Regions from separate parts of the Macaca mulatta genome. Here region 1 is linked to region 2. Evidence: chromatin contacts called from public Hi-C data. All regions are on one chromosome and are shown on one strand. Each heading gives the region's core, a stretch centred on a gene start, on an enhancer-like site or on the middle of the called end of the contact. The rest is flanking DNA. Distances are from core to core; before and after follow the strand shown.

Region 1 (6,271 bases), core at 3,421-5,920, 71 kb before region 2:
AGTAGCTGGGATTAAAGGCATGCACCACCACACCTGGCTAATTTTTGTATTTTTAGTAAAGACGGGGTTTCATCACATTGGTTAGGCTGGTCTTGAACTCCTGACCTCGTGATCCACCCACCTCAGCCTCCCAAAGTGCTGGGATTACAGGCGTGAGCCACCGCGCCTGGCAGAGGAAGGGTCTCTTTACCCATAAACATATGTCTAGACCTAGTGCCTGGGACACTTTGGTCCTTGGAGCCTGAGCTGCTGGCCTCTGGCAGGGCAGAGCCAAAGTGGATGCAGAGGCTTTGGCCACCTTCAGGCCACGGAAGAGTGACCAACCTTCCCAGCTACCTATGTGAGATTTTCAGTGCTCAAACCAGGACAGCACCAGGCCAACCAGACAAGCTGGTCACTCATCCATTGCCCAGAGACCCGGATGCCACAGAGCCAAGGAAAGGTGCCCATCGGAGCCCACAGTTCCCTCTAGACCATACCCCAGGTGCCTGGGACTTCAGAATCCCTGCACCAGCTGCTTTCCAGGTCTATTCTCACTGCTGGTGTGTGGAATGGCCAGGGGCAGTGTCTGTGTGGAGTGTGCATCTTGCACACAGGGGAGGACCTTCACAGTGACAGCACAGGCCAAGGCTGAGAAAAGCAAGAGAGGCTTGGGGGCTTCCATTTGCCACCTTTGCCTCGGTGTCCTCAAGGGTTAGTGCCAGTCGTCCTCCCAGCCCTGCCTTCACTTGCCCCAGTGGCTCCTGGGCCCTGCAGAAAGCCTTAAGGGCTTGGGTGGCCATTGTGTCCCTTCACCAGCAGATGGCAGCACAGGAGCAGGTTTCAGGCGGTCCTTGGCCCCCCAGTATGTCTATCGTGCCCTGTGAGATATCCTTTACCTCTCAGAAAGTACTGACTCCACTTAAAACACTATTATTATCTCACAGGAGAATGATGCTCTACAGTTCACAAAGTGCTTTCACAACACCTCTTGTCCTAGTTACAACAGTCCTATTTTGAAGATGCAAATAATGAGACTCAAAGGCAAAGAGATTTCTTGCAAGACTGACCAGTACTCACCTCAGCCTTCGAACTCAGAGCACGGCACTCTGTTCCCCCCCCCCTGCCCTGGTCTGTGCTGCCCTGTCCCTGGTCTCTGGACAGCCAGCAAGGAGTGACTGGAATTCTTAGGACCTCCTCCCCTTTTGACACTCTGTCCCCTTCCAGCTACTGCCTTCTCTCTCAGTTGTCTACACCCACAGTCTTCATACTCCAAAAGGCACTGCAGAGGGCCGTTTCCCCCGCATTTTCCCCCTGAGTGCACTGCAACACCTTCTCACCCTTCAGGACATGGTTCCAGCATCTTCTCTGGGAAGTTCCCCACCCTCCCCAGTCTCCCTCATACCATGGGCTAGGTCCCTCCATGGACTTCCACAATCTGCTCCACTTTCCTCACCACAGATCTCTGGTTTGAAGTCACCTAAGCAAGTTTCTGCAGAACTGTGTGCTCCTTGGAGGCAGGACAGCATCTTGTCCGTGCTCCGGATGCACACGGCAGATACTGTCATTCTTGCATAGAGGAGACCCTCGGCAGATGTGCCCCTGGAATGCAGGAGTGGAGGCTGTGTGGGCATGAGTATTCTACCCAGCCAGAAGTAACAACGGTTAACACTGGGAACTGACCGAGTGCCAGGCATGCCCACCTCTTTTATAGGTACTCTCTCAATCCTTAGCACACCCCTCCACTGAGGGCACTACTATTCTCTTTATTCCATGAATAAGAAGACTGTGTGCCCAGAGGGAAGGAACCCGCCCAAGATGGCCCAGGGCACGAGGGAGGGAGGTGAGATTGAGGCTCTCCGCCGAGGTGAACACCTGCCTTCCACACCTGCTTCCCTGGGGCATGCCATGGCTGGGCTGGGCTCCAAGGAGGGCTCAGAGATGAGCTAGACCTGTCTCATGACTCCTGTCCCCCAGGAATCTCTGATGCCATTCCAGACAGCAAGAGACATGCAGAGAGCAAGAACTCAAGGAAGGCTGGGATGGGGCCTGGATCTGGAGGTGCAAAGTGTGCAGAGCCCAGAGGAAGGAGAAAGAGAGATGGTGACCGGGCTGGAGAAAGCTTCATGGGGTGCTTGATGGGATGGAGGCAGGGAGAGTGTGGAGGCCAGAGCAAAGGCTGGGAGCCCAGAACTGTGGCGGCAGGGTGAGCAGAACAGACTTGGGAGGAGGCCGTGGGGGCCAGAGGTGTCTAAGGGCCGAGTAAGTCCCAAATCTGCCATGATGTGGTGCCTTCTCAGGGCATGGGTAGGCCCCAGCGGTGGAAATGGCCTTCCCCAGGCCTGGGTTGTGGTAAATCTTTCAGGAAACATTCCCTAGCAGGTGCTGGGGGGTGTGCATAAGGCAAGGTGGGGCAGGTCCAGTCCTGTGGAAATGCCCTCTGCTTGTCCTTCCTCCTGGGACCAGCCTCGCCCTCCCTTCTCCACCCAGGGCTACCAACGTCTCACAGGCCGCTTCCCTCAGTACACGCTGGCCCAGCCATTCCTTCCCAGACCCAGGGCCTCAACTGGAGGTGGAGGGAGCTGGGGCGGGGGACGATTCCTTCCTTCCAAGAGAAAAGGGAGGACTGTCAGCATCCTCTCCCAAAGTGACCTTGGAGGAGTCACATCCCCTCTCTGGGCCTCAGTTTCCTCATATTGCAATGACAGTGAACCTGTGGACTCCATATGTGAGAACTGAGCTGGCTGCCGCAGATTCACCAGGGAGTTTGCTAAACATACAGAGGTTTTGGGCCCCACCCTCAGAGAATAAGAGCCATTCTTCTGGGCAGGGGTCCAGGCAGCTGTAGTTTTAGTAAACGCCCAGGTTTGGGAATTTGCATGGAGCATCCCCTCCCCCTCCCCCCATTGTCCCCACCCCATTTCCACAGTCTCAATGGCAGCCTGAAGATGCAGTTATCAGGGAGCCCCACCCCAGGCTTCCCACTTCCCTGTCCTCCCCTGACTCAGCTAGATCAATATTGACCATAGGCCCCTCCCCTGCCTCTAAGTCCTGCCACCCTAAGCCCCAAAGCTCTCTGAGACCCTGACCTTGGATCAGCAGAGTCAAGGTCAAGCCAGGCTTGGGACTGTGATGATTTTATCGCTGTGCCCACGCTCACCCGGTATCCCCCTACTCCTCGTGATTGGGCAGGGCATTTGGCTCACTGGAGAAACCTTCAGGGCTCTGAATCCTTAAACTTATCCTGCAGGAGAAACGAGACTTCCTTCCCACCAGGCAGAGCCAATCCCAATCCATCTCTGAAGGGGGTGCTGCTCCCTGCCCTAGCTCCCGTGGCGTGGTCCCTAGCAGAAGGCTGCATGGAGTGGGTGGGTGCAGATAGCTCCCCTTTGCTCACCTCCCTCCACCGAGGCACCTCTGCAGAGCCTTCCGCCCTTGTTCAACCCATTTGCTTTACAAATGGGGACACTGAGGCCGGATCCTCGGAGCACAGAGATGGTGCTGGCAAGCCTGGGCCTCCAGCTTAGCCTGTCCCTGGCTCCAGGCACGCCATCTCCCAGCCTCCTTCTCCCCAAGCTGGTTGGAGGTGGGAGCTGAGCCTCAGTTTCCTTATCTGTACAAGGGAGAGCTGGCTAATGAGATGCATCCCATCTAGAGGGTTCCTGCATGCCACATTTTGTGCTAAGCACTTTGATCACATTTTAAAAATATGTATTGAGCATCTAATTTATCTCATTTAATCCCCCACAAAGGGAAATTTATTCTCCCCTTTTCACATCTGAGAACACTGCGGTTCAGAGAGGTAAAGCAGCAGATTCGGAGGGACCGTGGAGCCAGAGTTCCACTCTGACCAGCAGATAACTAAGGCCTCCTTGGCTTTTACTGCCCACGGTTTTCTTTTCTTTTTAGAGAAGAGTTCTTACCCTGTCACTCAAGAGATCCTCCCAGCTGGGTAAGGCGGTTTAAACCTGTAATCTTAACACTTTGGAGGCTGAGACAGGGAGATTGCTTGAGCCTAGGAGTTCCAGACCAGCCTGGACAACAAAGTGAAACCCTGTCTCTATAAAAAGAGTAAAAAAATAGCTGGGCATGGTGGTGTACACCTGTGATCCTAGCTACTAGGGAGACTGAGGTGGGAGGATTGCTTGAGCCTGGCAGGTCAAGGCTGCAGTGAGCTGTGATTGTGCCATTGCACTCCAGTCTGGGTGATAGGAGAGCCTGTCTCAAAAAAACTCCACAAAACAACAACAACAACAACAACAACAAAAATCCTCCCGCCTCAGCCTCCTGAGTAGCTGAGACTACAGGCACAAACCACTAAGCCTGGCTTCTAAAAAATGTAGAGATGAGGTCTTGGTACATTGCCCAAGCTAGTCTCGAACTCTTGGTCTCAAGTAGTCCTATGGCCTCAGCCTCCTGAGCAGCTGGGATTACAGGCACCAGCCACCAAACCTGGCTCCCTGGCTGCAGTTTTCTGGGGTTGCTGCTCATAGAGCCTATGGACTTCAGCAGGAAAAGGCTTTCTTTCCCAAAACAAGAAGTGATTCTGAATGAAGGTGCTGAAAAAAGCCTCCCTGCGGCCAGAGGGGGCGGGCTGCTGCTCTGTCCTTGGGGAGAAGGCCAGGGCAGCAGGAAGTCAGGCGGAGACAGAGCAGGCGGAACTGTTGGCCAAGGATCCGCAGACGGGCAGCCAGCCCCGGACGCCCTTCCAGGGCAGGACCAGCTTCAGCGAGGACTCAGGCCCCAGAGGGAGTGGCCTGGAGCTCAAAGAACCAAACTTTCCATGAGCCACCAGCAAAAAATGAGTCTGGAGGAGCCTGTCTACGTCAGACCCTGGGGCTCAGCAACTAAGGGTCACGTGGGATCCTGAGGGGCCTGCGACTGTCTTAACTCTTTGCTGGATATCCCCAGAGCCACCCAAGAACTGTGTTCAGTTTGATGCTTCATGGTACAAAGCTGTGAACCAGCCTTGTGGAGTCATTGGGGTGACTGAGAGATGAGGAGAGTCCAATCTCTGTCCTGAAGGAGTTGGTAGCGGGACAGAGGTGGTAGACACAAGTGTGTTCCTCCAATCAATAAATGTGTATCACACGCCCACCAAGCCCATGGGTGATGCTGCTACGAGGTAGGAGTTGTCATTACCCATATTTTACAGGTAAAAGAATGAGAGCTTAGAGAGGTTAAGTGACTTCCCCAAGACCACAGAGCCAGGGAGGAGCAGGGCTGGGAATAAATCCAGGTCAGTGTGGCTGAGCAGCCTGAGGCCTCTGCACCATGCCCTTCTGTGGCCCCAAAGCGCTCTGGGGTCCAAGGAGAGTCTTCACTACATGGAAACAAGATGCATTGTCTCAAAAGGACGTGAGTGCTCTGGGCAGGCAGGGCTGGGCTGTCCTACACCAGATGTAGGACTGAGTCAGACCCCCTGAAGATTCTAGGCGTCCACATCTGGTTGGGGAATTGAGGAAGGCTTACAGGGGAGGGCATATTTAGGAGGGACTTAAAGGATGGCCAGGATCCCAACGGGTGGGCGGGAAGACACTGGATCAAGGCGGAAGGACCTGCCTAAGCCAACGATGGAAGGCAGGACAGCCTTGGCCTGCTCAGAAGCATGAGCTGGGCTGGAGTGATGGACGGGAACACAGAGCTCAGGGCCCACTGAGGACCGAACTCTCAGGTAACCAGTGTGACCCCTGGAGACTGTTGACCCTTACTTGGCCTCGGGAATATGGCTGACCTAATGGTGTGGGTAGGAGCCCCTGCCCTTCCACTGCCTTCCCTCCTTCCCTGCCACAGAGACCACACGTTGGCAGTAGCTGCAGACGGCCAGGCTTCCCATCTCAGCATTTCCTGGTGCCCAAGGGCACCCTCTAACAAGCCCCAGAACAGGAATGAAGGGCCCCGGGGCACCCTACCCTACACTCCAGCCTGGCACATACAATGCCTCCCAAGGCTCCACACCAGCCTCCCAAGTTCAGATGGACACACAGATCAGATGAGACAGGACATTAGAGGACTGAGTGAGGGTGGAGAGCCCTGGGGCCTGGCCTCAGCTCCAGAACATTCTCCCCATGGGACCTGGGTAATCCCTCTGGGCTGCTCATCCCCTGAGACTGTAGAACAGTCAGCCTGCAGAGAGGCTGACAGGAGGCCCTAACTGAGCTGTGCTTACAACTTTTTTTGGTTTTTTTGAGACGGAGTCTCTCTCTGTCCCCCAGGCTGGAGTGCAGTGGCACGATCTCAGTTCACTGCAACCTCTGCCTCCTGGGTTCAAGTGATTCTCCTGCCTCAGCCT
Region 2 (5,929 bases), core at 2,600-5,099:
CCTGGGACCCCTCTCAGGGGCTCCTTTGGCTGCCAGGGCCTGGCACTCTCTGTTGCCATGGCACCGGCCGGAGATGAGGCTCTGGGGGGTGGGGGTGGGGAGGGCAGCCGCAGGATGGTGGAGGCCTGGAACTCTGCAGCTACAGAGGCCCTGGCCCTCTGCAAACAGTGGAAGGGGATGCTGGGGCCCCCACAGGGGCGGGCCTGGACCCTGAGCACAGCAGGCCTGGGGCAGAGCCGGCCACACACCTGGGCTGATTGCCCGGATGCTCTGTCCCGCAGGAGCACTGCCCCTGCCAGAACCTGGCTTTCCTAAGCAAAGACCCCTCTCCTAGCCTTGTGTGCTGACCCTCGACATCTGCAGTGAAGCTGTGGAGTTCTATCCCTAGTCCTGAGTTCTATCTCTAGCTTGACTTTTAAATTATTGGTAACCCAGGGCAGGCCCCCTGCATACACTACTCCTCAGTCAGAGCAGAGGTGGACCCAGATCCCTGAGGACCTTCTCATCCCTGAGATCCTGGATTCCGTATGGACCCCATTAGAGGGAGAACGTTTCTCTGTGGACTGATGGACAGAACTGTTTCTGATCAGGAGACAGGCAGTCTGGCATGACGGGCAATAATTCAGGTTTTAGCAGTTGTGGTGACACGCACCTATAGTCCCAGCTACTCAGGAGGCTGAGGCAGGAGGATCGCTTGAGCCCAGGAGTTTGAGGCTGTAGTGAGCTGTGAGCTATGATCTGTGATCATGCCACCACGCTACTGTACTCCAGCCTGGGCAACAGAGCAAGACCCTGTCTCTAAAAAAGAAGAATATAGGCTTTGGAGCCAGGCTGGCCTGAGTTTGCATTCCAGTTCCTTTGCATCTTACTTGTTGTGTGATCTTGGGAAAGTTACCAAAAGTCTCTGAGACTCAGTATCCTCCTCTATAAAATGGGAATAATGAGTGTGCCCCCCTCACAGGGTGGTCGTGAGGATGAAGCAAAATCTCTACATCATCTCATTTAGCAGAGTGCCTGGCTCTAAATTAGTAGGGGCTTTTGTTTGTTTCCAGATTGGGGACGGGGATGAGAACAATAACTAGGAAGATGTCCTGTGTTTGGAGAGTGGGTGGTTGGTGGATAGAAGCAGGACCAATAAGCAGAGAATACAGTGAGATAAACTGTACTCAGTGTAATTAACAATTCTCAATAGTCTGGCCTCTGAAGATTCCAAGCTGGCTAAGAATGAAATGGGCCACAGGTGACGTGGTGAGATCCCTGTCATGGGAGGTGTGCAACTGCAGAGAAGGTGGGGGAGATGTGAATGGGGTAATGTACTAAGATTGTAGGACTCTGTGAAAAATGGTGTGACTGTTTCCCACTCAAACTGTCAGCTTCAGCTTTAGCCAGCTCAAAAGAGAGTATGAAAGAATGAAAGGAGAAGTCAGGACAAAGAAGGCGAAAGGATGAGGCTGACGACTTTATTTTTTATTTTATTTCTTGAGACAGAGTTTCACTCTTGTTGCCCAGGCTGGAGTGCAGTGGCGCAATCTCGGGTTCAAACAATTCTCCTGCCTCAGCCTCCCGAGTAGCTGGGATTACAGGTGCACGCCACCATGCCCAGCTAATTAACTTTTTTTTTTTTTTTTTTTTTTAATTTGAGCTTGTTCTGTGCCAGGTACCGGGCTGTCCTTTTTGCGGGGCTCCTCATCTTTGCCTCCTGCCACAGACGGGCTGTCACATGGGCATTGGGGCTGTGTGTTCTAGAGCCTGTCTGCCCAGGATTAAACACTGGAGCCACCACTGGCAAGCTGTTGGGCAAACAATGTAACCACTCTGTGCCTCAGTTTCCACATCTGTAAAATGAGGAAGCAGCACCGATATCATGGGATTGTTCTGAGGACTCGGTGAGATCACTCACATAAGGAGCTTAGCACAGATAGTGGGTGATAAGTACAGTGGGCCCTTGAACAACGAGGGGGCTAGGGACAACCGCCAACCGCAAAGTCGAAAATTCATGTATAGCTTTTGACTCCCCAGAAACTTCACTGCTAATAGCCAGCCTACTGTGGGCCTTACTGATAACATAAAGTCAATTAACACATATTTTGTCTGTTATGTATATTATATGCTGTGTTCTTATAGTAAAGTAAGCTAGAGAAAAGAAAATCACAAGGAAGAGAAAATACATTCAGTATTCATTGAGTGGAAGTAGATCACTGAAAAAGTGTTCACCCTCGTCTGCACGTTACGTAGGCTGAGGAGGAGGAGGAGGAAGCGGAAGGGTTGGCCTTGCTCGCAGGGGTGGCAGAGGCAGAAGAGGTGGAGGAGGTGAAAGGGTGGGAAGGGTGTGAATGTTTCACATGTGTGAAAGTGGACCTGCACAGTTCAAACCTGTGTAGTTCATGGGTCAACTGTACGAAGTCAGAGGTAGCTATTATTATTATTGTTATTTTTAAGGCTGCTAGAGGCCCAGATGGGGCCGGGGTGGGTGGGAGGACTCTGGGCCAGGAATCCATAGGGCCCTGGGGGTCGCCCTCAAGGTGCCGCAGGAGGCAGGAAGTGCTTGCTCTACAGCCGGTGGGCAGGGGTGTGCAGCAGGCCTCCCTCCCTCACTGACCTCCTTCTTAGGCTGCTTCCCAGCCTTCCTGGGGACGAAGGGCCCCTCCCTTGGGCCCCAGCAGCCGTGAGGCACACACTGAGTGCTTTCCCATGCATCGTTCCAAGTAGCCAGCCAGCATGGCTGCCCCTACCCCCAAGCACACCCACTCTGACGGGTGAGGGGGTGTTTGCTGCAGGGGATCGGGGCTCGGGCTGGGGGATCAGCCCGTTCTTTATCAGCCTGGCTCCGTTCCAGACAGATGTTTCATCTTATTTTGGACTTCCAGAAAATAGGTCATTTCTTTCCATTGTGTTCCCTGGGGAGGCCTCATGGGGAGAGGAGCACGAGTGAGTGACGAGTGTGAGGGCCTGGCTTGGGCCCTGGGGAGCTGTGGGGGCAGCCGCCTTCCTCCCTCAGTTGTGAGGGAGCTGTCAGGGCCAGGGCCGGAACGTTCTCAAAGGCTGGGTGGAGAAGCCAGTCTTTGCCTGAGGGGGATGGAGAGCAGAGGAGGGCTGGGAAGGTCACATAGGTGTTTCAGAAAGGTCCCTCTGGCTGGTGTGTGAGAACAGGTGGAGGGGACAGATTGGAGGTAAGGAGCTTAGCAGTGGGACAGCCAGAGGCAGCTGAGCCTGTGCTGGAGGGGTGGGTGCAGGGGGCTCAGCAGGCTTCCAGGGAACCAGCACTGTTCTGCCATCCAGTTGGGACTTCCAGAACAGCGGGAGCCCACACCAGGCCCCATCTTAGTCGATTTCTGCTGCTTTGTTCAGGGGACTTTGTATGTACCTGGAAACATAAAGAGGCCCCTGGGCCTGGAAGCAGCATGGCACAGAGAGTGGCTCCAAGACCGTGTGGCCTGTGCCAGGCTGTTCTCTCTCTGTAGCCCTCAGAGTGATCCCGAGGCTGGTGGTGAGGTTCATGGTGCAGGGGTGGAGCACTGAGCCTTCTCCAACTGGAAGTGGAGCGAGCATAGGATTGAATAGGGGCGGTGGGAACCTCTGCCACTTCCCCAGTTTCTCCCCTCCACCTGTAACTGTCTCCTCACCCTGTGATCCTGCTGTCTTACCTGGCTCCCAGGATGGGGCTCCCTGATGACATGACCTGATCACACCCACATCTCAGCCTGCTTGGGGACAGCCACATGGGCCAGACTCACCGTCAGGCCCAGGCTATGCTGCTATCCCTTTCTTACACTCTAGCTGCTGGCGGGAGGACTCCATCCCTGGCTCCAGATGCCTCTTGCCCCCACAGACTCCCAGGCCTGGAACTGGCAGCCTTCTCTGAGCTGAGTCATGACATGGGTCCCTCCCCAGCACCCCCACCCCGAGCCCAGCATTCCAACTCAGCACAGCTGCCTTCCCAGAGTGGAGCCCTGAGGGCCACAGCACGTCAGCCCTGAAAGTGCTCCCAAGACAATCTTGCCCACCGTTTTGCACAGATAAGGAAACTGAGGCTCAGAGAGGGTCAGGACTGTACAGTAGTCGCACTTAGCTGCAGTTTCACTTTCTGAAGTTTCAGTTACCCCAGATCAACTGTGGTCCAAAAACATTAAATGGAAAATTCCAGAAATAAACAACTTAAAAGCTTTAAATTTTGTGCTGTTCCGAGTAGTGTGATGAAATCCTGCACTGTGCTGTCTGTCCCGCCCAGGAGTGAATCATCCCTTTGTCCATATACACTACCCTCCTGTTAGTCATCAACAAAGTCCACTCCTGACATCCAGCCATCAACACCATCATGGCTCAGTGGTCCAGGATCACTTGGAGCAGATGACCTGATCCTTCTGATAATGTCTGGAGGTCAGTAGTAGCCTAACGCTCGTTCACAATGTCTACGCCATCACCTCACTTCATCTCATCATGTAGGCACCGTGTCATTCCACATCTTCACAAGAAGAAGAGTGATAGAGTACAGTAAGATATTTTAAGAAAGAGACCACAGTCACATGACTTTTATTAGAGTATATGGTCATCATCGTTCTATTTTATTATTAGTTATTGTTGTTCATCCCTTATTGTGCCTTATTTATAAATAAAATTTTATAATAGGTATGTATTTGTAGGGGGAAGAACATAGTATGTATAGGGTTTGATTTTATCCAAAGTTTCAGGCATCTACTGGGGCCTAGGAATGTATTCCCTGCAGACAGGGGGGACCACTATCCTATAAGTGGGTGTCACAACTGGGACTAGAGCCAGGTCTTCTTACTTCCCACTCCAACCCCCCTCCAAAGTCTGTCCCAGGCCTGTAAAGTGCCCCGGTACAGAGGACAGAAGACTGGACTGGGTCAGGAGCCTGGAGTCTTCGGCTCACTTCTCCCAACAACTTAGCAAATTACCTCCACTGAGTCTCAGTCGCCAATCCCTGCCTGGCTGGGCCCGTGCAGAGAAAGTGACTTTAAACAAAGGTCAATGTGTGGCAGGACAGAGGTGTGCTGTGGAAAGGGCAGGGGCAGCTGTAGCCTGAACCTTGGGGCCTTGAGCCATCAGCCTCACATCTTAGCAGGGGCTGGAGGCGGGGAGCTGTGCAGGCAGGTGAGCTTCAGCCCCACGGACCACCCAAGCCCATCTTGTCTAGGCCAAAACAATGGGCCCTCTTGCTTTCCTTCCCTAAGCCTCAGTTTCCCCACAAGCACAATCGAGCACAGGAAGGCAGTTAGATCAGATAGATGATCCCTGAGGGCTCTGGCGTGCTGACATTCCAAGACTCTGACCCCATAACCCCATGGCCAGGCCTCCTCCTCCCTCAGGCATTTGGTTTATTCAGAGCATCCCAGGCCTGAGACTGCCTGCCCCCAGCACCCCCGTCTCCCTGCAGCATGGCCCTCTCTCCCTCATCTCACTGCTATTTCTACCCGGCCTGTTCCCGGCCTCCAGACTGAGCATCCCACTGTCCCCTCAGTGCCCACAGATCCTCCCTATCCTAAACCTGCTCAGTCGCAGCTCTCACTCCTGCTCTTTGACCTTATTCTCATCTCAGAAAACGGCATCCTCCCCTCAGCACGTGCACGTGCACACACACACACACACACACACACACACTCCTGCCTCCCAGTATTCCAAGCCAGATACAGAGGTGCATACCTCCCTCTCCAGCCCCTCAATATTAAATCACCCAGTCCTGTCGATTCTCAGCTAAGTAACTCTCAAATCCATCTGTTTCTATCAGTCCCCACTGCCTTCTCTCCAGAGCCAACCAAACAGGCACGTTGGTCACAGAAGCGGTGGAGCTGGTGGCAGAGAGCACCGAGTCACACCATTTCACTTTAATCTCTGTTCTACCCCTTCTGACTCTGCATTCCTAGCCCAGTTATTAAATGCTCTCTGCCTCAGTTTCCCCACCTGTAAAATG

What was found. A called contact is a pair of places that touch in the nucleus more often than the background predicts.
Region 1: a Hi-C map of fibroblasts shows a contact between it and region 2, with 2.4 times the contacts expected there. The contact joins two enhancer-like sites. A contact is called at or near these places in 4 of 14 Hi-C or Micro-C datasets (fetal cortex germinal zone, fetal cortical plate, fibroblasts and 1 more).

What each region holds. Positions count from the first base shown.
Region 1 is chr6:159,182,355-159,188,625 of T2T-MMU8v2.0, reverse strand. No RefSeq gene overlaps it. Among named protein-coding and RNA genes, the nearest start is that of SLC6A7, 26 kb to the right of the region's middle. Within about 2 kb of position 4,670, at least 11 of the 40 cell types and tissues checked have an H3K27ac peak or open chromatin away from gene starts, as enhancers often do.
Region 2 is chr6:159,111,146-159,117,074 of T2T-MMU8v2.0, reverse strand. The region is part of intron 1 of PDGFRB (platelet derived growth factor receptor beta); the gene reads left to right. Among named protein-coding and RNA genes, the nearest start is that of PDGFRB, 12 kb to the left of the region's middle. Within about 2 kb of position 3,849, at least 6 of the 40 cell types and tissues checked have an H3K27ac peak or open chromatin away from gene starts, as enhancers often do.